2 separate regions of the Mus musculus genome follow, and region 1 is linked to region 2. The links are chromatin contacts, called in public HiChIP or PLAC-seq maps. All regions are on one chromosome and are shown on one strand. Each heading gives the region's core, a stretch centred on a gene start, on an enhancer-like site or on the middle of the called end of the contact. The rest is flanking DNA. Distances are from core to core; before and after follow the strand shown.

Region 1 (3,301 bases), core at 598-3,097, 120 kb after region 2:
ATACTTACTCCATCCCAGCTTTCAAATGGCTCTGAAAAAACTGATTTCCCTTGAGGAATGCAGGTTCAAGGCTAAGGTCCAGAGTGACCCAGAGAGTCTGCTCACCACCCAAATCAATACCTTAATCTCTGAGCTTAAGACATTTAGATTGACTTGATGGGTTAGTCAATTGTCATTTAGATCTCTGTGTGTCTTTGATCCCGTACAAACCTTTAGTTCAAAGACGAGATCCAGGGCGGAGATCCAGGGCGTTGGAGAGATGGCTCAGCGGTTTAGAGTACTGGGAGCTCTTCTAGAGGAGCAGGATTTAATTGCCACCAGGCCCAGGATGAGTTACAACCTTCTATAATGAGGGGGATCAGATGCCCTCTTCTGGCCCCTACAGGCACTGCATGCACAAGGCACACAGGCATACAGGAAGGCAAAATACCGGTGTAGTGTACCCAAGGTGAGAGAATGCTGAGTCACGTATGCTCAGTGGGCTACCAGAAGAGCTGGCATCAAGCTGTGGGGTGGGGCAAGCAAAAAGGAATGCAAGGCCCTAACAGTGGGTGTGTTGGCCTTAGTTGTCCTAGGCAGTCCCTACCAAAGCAGGGTCTAGTGTAAAATAGAAGGGTCTCTGTGATCCACTGAGTCTGAAATTCTGAGAGCGACAACTCCTTGTTGACAAGCTACAGCAGGGAAAATCTGGGAATGACATAGCTAAAAGAGTGGAGCAGTGGTGTCCCCGGCTCCTTTAGCTATGTCACCCCTGACCCAAACCCAACCTCTTCCTCCTCAAACTCAGCACTCAAGAGGCAGGGGCAGGCAGATCTCTGAGTTCGAGGCCAGCCTGGTTTACACAATGAGTCCCAGGATAGCAAAGGTTATACAGAGAAATCCTATCTTGAAAAAGAAATAATAAAAAGCTAAAGGAAAGGTGGATCTGTTTGAAGGAAAACCTTGGTGGTTTGTGAACTTGACCTAACAAAGTTAGAGTAGATACAGTGAGGATTGGAAACAGTCAGCTGAGTCTGGAGGCTTGAGCCATGATTCCAGGCTAAAGCAGGACTGATGCACGCACAGGCCAGTCTATAGAACAGTAGGCCAGTCGGAAGGTGGCGTTGCAGTGATAGAAGAGGAGGGGAAGACAGACAGACATAACTCCACGAGTACAGCATTTGTCTAGCAGACACAAAGTCCTGCGCTCAAGTCCCAGGACTGCACGGATAGATAAGCCTGTCGACCCTCTGTAATCCCAGCACCCACAGTACTGGCAGGAGAACCACAAAGTCAACACCCGGTCCAGCGGCGTGAGGCGTGCTCTGTGTCAGACACACACGGGAAGCCAACAAGCCCATTGCTGAGTCCTTAGACCCCATTCCACCAGGTACCAGATCCAAGGACTGGCCAAAAGGCAGCTTTGGATCTCCCTGGTAAGGGTTTCTCACAAAACACCTTTGCTAACCAAATAGATACACCGAGTATGTTCAGATGGGTGAAGAATCTGGGAGAAAATGAACAGTGCCCAGCCCCGGACACCTCCCCCCAGGAAGTCCTTCTGGATAGAGGGGAGATGAAGGCAGCCTGCCTAGGAAGAAACAAGGCATACAGCAACCCCAGAACAGGAGCCTAGTTTGAAAGAACCCATTAGTGCAATCCCAGGTCAAAGGCCAAGACTTGCCTGTCCAAACTCTGATTTGGGGCCTTCTATTCAGTATGGCAGGAGCAGGGTGGTAGCAGTGAAATCTAATCTCTGCAAGGATGTTTGTTAATCCATATCCAGAAAGCAATGGCAGGCAGATTGGCTGGAATGTCTGGAATGTTCCAGGAGCGGGAGGGGGAGGAGGGCAGGTCTACCCAACCAATGAAAGAAAGACATCCCAGCAGCCCTCCCTCACCCTCTAGGGCATACACACCCCATCCTGGGAACCCACTCTAGGCTCCTCCCAGACTTCCTTCTCAGCAAAGCCCCCAGCCCTGATTAAAACCCAAGGGGATAGCCTGGAAGAGGACCTTTGTCTTCTAAGCCTGGCTTTCCACTGAGCCTGGTGCTACCTAATTCCTTTCAGGCCCAAACCGCACAGGGCACTGCTGGGACCTGTAACCTAAATTCCCTTGCTTACATTACAACCCCTTTGGATAACTTACTCATCCCACCTATGAGAGGCCCAGAGTTGGCTGCGTTAGGCTGGTGTGCTGAGGGCTTACAGTGGCTCTAAATCTGTGGCTTACAACTCTTTGGGGATCCACAGACCCTACTTACTTACCTACCCTTTCACAGGGGTCGCCTAGGAGCTGATATCAGGACAGAACATTACGGTTCATAACTGTAGCAAAACTAGCTACGAAGTAGCAACAAAAATAATGTTGTGGTTGGAGGTCAGCACAACCTTAGGACCTGTATTAAAGGTCCCAGCGTGAGGAAGGTTGAGCTGGCTTAGAGCTCCTGATGAGTGGGAGCACAACTCACACTTCCCAGGGGTTTCTCCTGGTGGGAGCTAAGTCCAGCAAGCCCCTGACAGTATTCTAAAGGAGACCTGGAGGTAGAGTGGAAGGGGCGGTGACAGTCATTGCTGAATCTAAATAAATGTGTTCACAATGACAGAGAAAGAAAGTCTTCCACTCCTCCATCTCTGCTACATTGACCCTGCTCCAATAAACCCGGGTCTACCAAGGCCAGGCTGAGTAGTGGTTATGTCCTATAGGTAAAAGGGCACCACACCTAAGCACTCTTAGTGCCGGGAGGGCCAAGCCCAGCTCCAGCAAGGAGAGAGAACCAGCTGCCCTGACCCTCTAGCAGCTATAGCGCCGCCAGCAGTGGCCATTAAAGGCAATGGTTAGAACAGCCAAAATGGTTCCTAAGTGCAAACAGCTTTCCCCTGTTCTCTGCTCGCTCTGACCCTCAGAGATCCAGCCTGGAGGGCAGCTCAACAGACTCCTGCTAACCAGGAAATTCACCTGGGGATGTGAGGACACCTGGGGATGTGAGGACAGGGAGGCCAAGCAGGGGAAATATGCCAGGAGAGATTTAAAGAGGCAGAGAGACAAAAGAACAACGCCATACACCCATCACACCGCCATACACCCATCACACCGCCATACACCCATCACATCGTATACACACATGGGGGTGCTTGGGATTAGGAGTATCTCTCCCGGGTCCATTTTATAGAACTGTGTTCATTTTATAGAAATGTGCTACCGGCGGCTTTGTTTGACAGCCCAGGGCCGAGATTAAAATACGCCATGAGTATCCTGTCTGCATTTCATAATCACTGAACGCCAAAGCCAGGAGTAGAACCAAAACTCCATCTACTTT
Region 2 (3,596 bases), core at 615-3,114:
CTGAGCAGTACCTGTCGGTTTTGTCTTATTTACACATCTGTGCCTACGTGAATGGACCCATGTATGTGCAGGTGTCAGGCCAGGGCCCATGTGTGTGTTCACCTCTATGTGTGTTCTACTGCTAACCTATGCTCCTGCCTGCCCACCTTATCCCATGTTCTTGGAGACACTTAGCATTGTCATCGGGTGGGTGTGACCTGTCCGATTTAGCTCTTTAGTGATATCCTACATAGTGAGCTTATTTTCAAGTCTGAGGCTATTTTCCTCTTTTTTTTTTTTTTTTTTTTTTTTTGGTTTTTCGAGACAGGGTTTCTCTGTGTAGCCCTAGCTGTCTTGGAACTCACTCTGTAGACCAAGCTGGCCTCGAACTCAGAAATCCGCCTGCCTCTGCCTTCCAAGTGCTGGGATTAAAGGCGTGCATATGTTGGTATGAATGTGGAAGCCAGGGTCAATGTGAGGTGTTTTCTTTCTTTCTAAAGACAGGTTCTCTCATTGGCTGGCCAATGACCCTTCTGCCTTCACTTCCCCAGCATTAGGACTACAATCCCCAGCATGCCCAGCTCTGACATGAGTTCTGTGGATGGAGCTCAGGTCCAGCATGGTTGCATGCAAGCTCTTTACCTGCTGAGCTATGCCCCTAGCACAGGTTTTGCTATTTTTCGGCAGGCAGTTTTCTTACAGGCTTTGAGAATTTATTTAGATTTATTTGCTATTTATGCATTACACATGCATATCCCTAGTCTGTGGCTTACCTTTTCTCTTAGTATGCCAGGCCCTGAGTGCCTTGCAGTTCACCATTGAGCAACAGGCCCAGATATTTTCACTCTTCTGATGGTACTTGGAGTAGCACAGTCCTCGTCTGTGCGTTTTATTCGGGCTTTGTTTAAACTGAGGTGTAGGCATTCCCCTATGTCGTCAGCCAAGCTCACCGCTTCTGTCACTTTCAGGTCAACAATTCTCTTGGGACTTTCTGCTGTGTTTAGTGTTAACAAGAATCCGATTTCATATTCTTTCCCTATAAGCAAGCACACAGCAGGATGTCAAGTAGGTCCTTTCCCCTAACTCTGTTGTGCTACCTTTTATTATTATTTAAATTTGTGACACCTTTGTTATTATAAACTATGCATAAAGGTGAGGCTGCATCTTGCTTCCCTATTCTGTTCCATCGGTATGTTTATCCATCCAGACATTATCTTAATTTCTTTAATGTACAGTTAACAAGCATCTTTATTTTCTGGTAGCGCAAGTGTGCCTCCTCTCACGTCTTGATCTTTTTGAGGTTGCGATGGTTCATTCAAACTGATCCATTCAGATGTTTTAAAGAGTGCGTGGGTTGTGTCTGCAAGAGGCATGCTTAGAGAATTAATCGGAGAGTCGGGAGAGGCTCCTTTTGGTTTCCATGGCATCCTCCCAAGGGTGAGAACCTATAGCCACCGTGCCAATCACTCTGTAGGGAGACCATAATGCGTCAGCAGGCTCCCTCGTCATTTATCCCACAGGGACGAACACAAATCCCAGATCTTAATCCAAAGAAGATACAATACTCCCTGTACATATTTTCCACCCGCGGCGCGATGCAGCTAAAGAAATCCTTAGCGATTCCTGCCCTTCTCTCGGAGAAACACCTCATGGACGGTGAGAAACTGTACTGATCGCCTGCCAGCCTGACTAAGTGACTGTTGTCTAATTGAAACACAACCTCGCTGGGTGAGCAATGCAGAACCAAAACACGGGTTTATGACCCCTAAACGCACAAGCCTCGGGGAATCGCTCTCTTGTACCCAATCAGAGGTCCCCTGGCACCACTTACCCGCCCCCCGGCCCCGTCCGGCCACTTCATTCGCGGCTCACAAAGCAATCCTACCGCGCGTTCTGCACAGCAGCCAATCAGAGGGTAGGGGGCGGGGACTCCGAGGCGCGGTGTGTGCAGCGGTACTCAGACAGGAAAGCCTCGGGATCCTTCGGGTTCTTTCGTTTTCCCTCCTGGGTAAAGTTATGTTCAGTCTTCCATCAACTCGTTTATTTTTCCGCCCGACTCGGCGCGCGTGCGCAGTGCCTCCCAGCCCAGGCTGTTCCTGAAATGTAATCGTGTTGAGACACAGGGAGGGAAGCTGAACGTCCATTCTACAGGTCAGTGCATTCCCTGCGGAGGCTCGGGTTGGTTGCTACTTCCTGCAGGCCCCAAAACAGGGATTCTAAGGCCAAAAAAAGGTTCAGTGAGGTCCCACCGAGATTTGAACTCGGATCGCTGGATTCAAAGTCCAGAGTGCTAACCATTACACCATGGGACCTGCTGGCGGCTTAAGGCGCCCGGCAGCCTTCTCAAGCCACATGACGTTGGGCAACCTTTTCTAAGCTTCGCTACACTTGGCTTGGGCCCGTGGCCGGTGGCCGCGATGGCGGGCAGACACGGAACCACCGAGATTCTCATGTCCTTACGAATTCCAAACGTTCATGGGCCCCGAGGTGTCTGTCACCTCTTCCGGTGATCCTCCAAGGGTCCCGGCTCTTGACCCCAAGTCTCGAGGGCGGCTGGTCGTCCGATCGGACCAAGTCCGGAGAAAGCCGGCTCCGGTCCCGGACTCCGGGCAGGAGGTTCGGCGCACGCAGCCTGGGCTTTCTACTTGTTTTCTGCGTTTATATCAGGAGGGCTGTGGCTAGGACGCTTTGGCCCAGCGGGGAAGGACGCGGACTGGCACGTGGTGGCACAGCCGTTCAAACCCCGGACGAAACCTGGGGTACAGACGGGGATGCTGGAGAGTGCGCCGCACGTGGATGCCGCAGCCCCTGCTCCGCGCTATGCAAATTATCTGTAGGGAGATTGGCGCTTCCAATTCAGCACTTCCCCCCGCGCTTCAAAAGGCCGGACTACCGAAACTTCTAGTGTGCCGATCCTTAGAAAAACCCAGTCAGAATTTTAACAACAGACACCCACCATTCAACACACCACGCGCACACACACACATATCCCGCAAAACAACAACAAAATCCCCACTTCTGCACTGTCTAGTCTTTCATTTTCCCTAAATGTGTTTCTGCAGGTCAGTCAACACTTTGACTCAGCAGTTCACCTTCGGAGCATTACCCTAGTGGACATCCATCTGTGCCTCGAGGCTGCTTCAAGGATGCTCTGGACTATGTATTGTTTATTATAATATAGTGAGGCTTGGCCCCATAATGATGGCTATTGTATAAGTCCTCTACAAGAGTTTAAGAAATAACCTGTGTGCGAGGCTCAGATAAGCACTAGGGACACCAGGAATGTTAACTACACAGGAATGTCTGTTTAGTGAGAGAGATGTATGACGTGTCTTCTGCCCAGAAGGCTGGGAGCAGATGTGGGTAATGGCCTGTGACCTGAGACTGATAGGCTGAGATCTCACCAGTTCCTCCCTGGACTCTTATCGGTGAGCATGTTTTTCTCAGTCTATAGAAACTATCTTTCTGGAAGATGTCACATGTACTTTACAAAGAGTTCCAGTGCAGTGGTGTCCTAAGCTGTGCTGTGCACAGGTGATTGGGTTAATTATCACCAGGTAAGTTTTCACCAAATAAACTACTTGGGGTCAGGCTTGCAAAGTTTGAACCAACACTGG

What was found. HiChIP or PLAC-seq counts read pairs in DNA pulled down with a chosen protein or histone mark.
Region 1: a contact with region 2 is called in an H3K27ac HiChIP or PLAC-seq map of embryonic stem cells, with 13 read pairs. The contact joins the enhancer-like site here to the promoter of 4833417C18Rik in region 2. A contact is called at or near these places in 5 of 39 promoter capture datasets (3T3-L1-derived adipocytes, cranial neural crest, frontonasal cranial neural crest and 2 more), 1 of 15 datasets of contacts at CTCF or cohesin (the NIH/3T3 cell line), 3 of 484 Hi-C or Micro-C datasets (bone marrow-derived macrophages, embryonic fibroblasts and embryonic stem cells), 19 of 115 datasets of contacts at active chromatin or transcription factors (the SCID.adh cell line, T-cell acute lymphoblastic leukemia, cardiomyocytes and 14 more) and 3 of 9 other capture datasets (adipose tissue, liver and pancreatic islet).

Annotation. Positions count from the first base shown.
Region 1 is chr11:95,980,839-95,984,139 of GRCm38.p6, forward strand. All of the region lies in intron 2 of Igf2bp1 (insulin-like growth factor 2 mRNA binding protein 1), which reads right to left. Among named protein-coding and RNA genes, the nearest start is that of Mir3063, 19 kb to the left of the region's middle. Within about 2 kb of position 1,848, at least 105 of the 459 cell types and tissues checked have an H3K27ac peak or open chromatin away from gene starts, as enhancers often do. A contact at or near this core is called in the NIH/3T3 cell line, the SCID.adh cell line, craniofacial prominence and 7 more, where this site is marked.
Region 2 is chr11:95,856,953-95,860,548 of GRCm38.p6, forward strand. It overlaps 4833417C18Rik (RIKEN cDNA 4833417C18 gene), which reads left to right and starts at 1,865. Exons shown (of 2, transcript NR_045187.1): 1 at 1,865-2,130; 2 at 3,042-3,596. It overlaps Gm38959 (a long non-coding RNA gene), which reads right to left and starts at 1,499. Exons shown (of 3, transcript XR_880173.3): 1 at 753-1,499. It overlaps n-TQttg6 (a tRNA gene), which reads right to left and starts at 2,291; the gene lies at 2,220-2,291.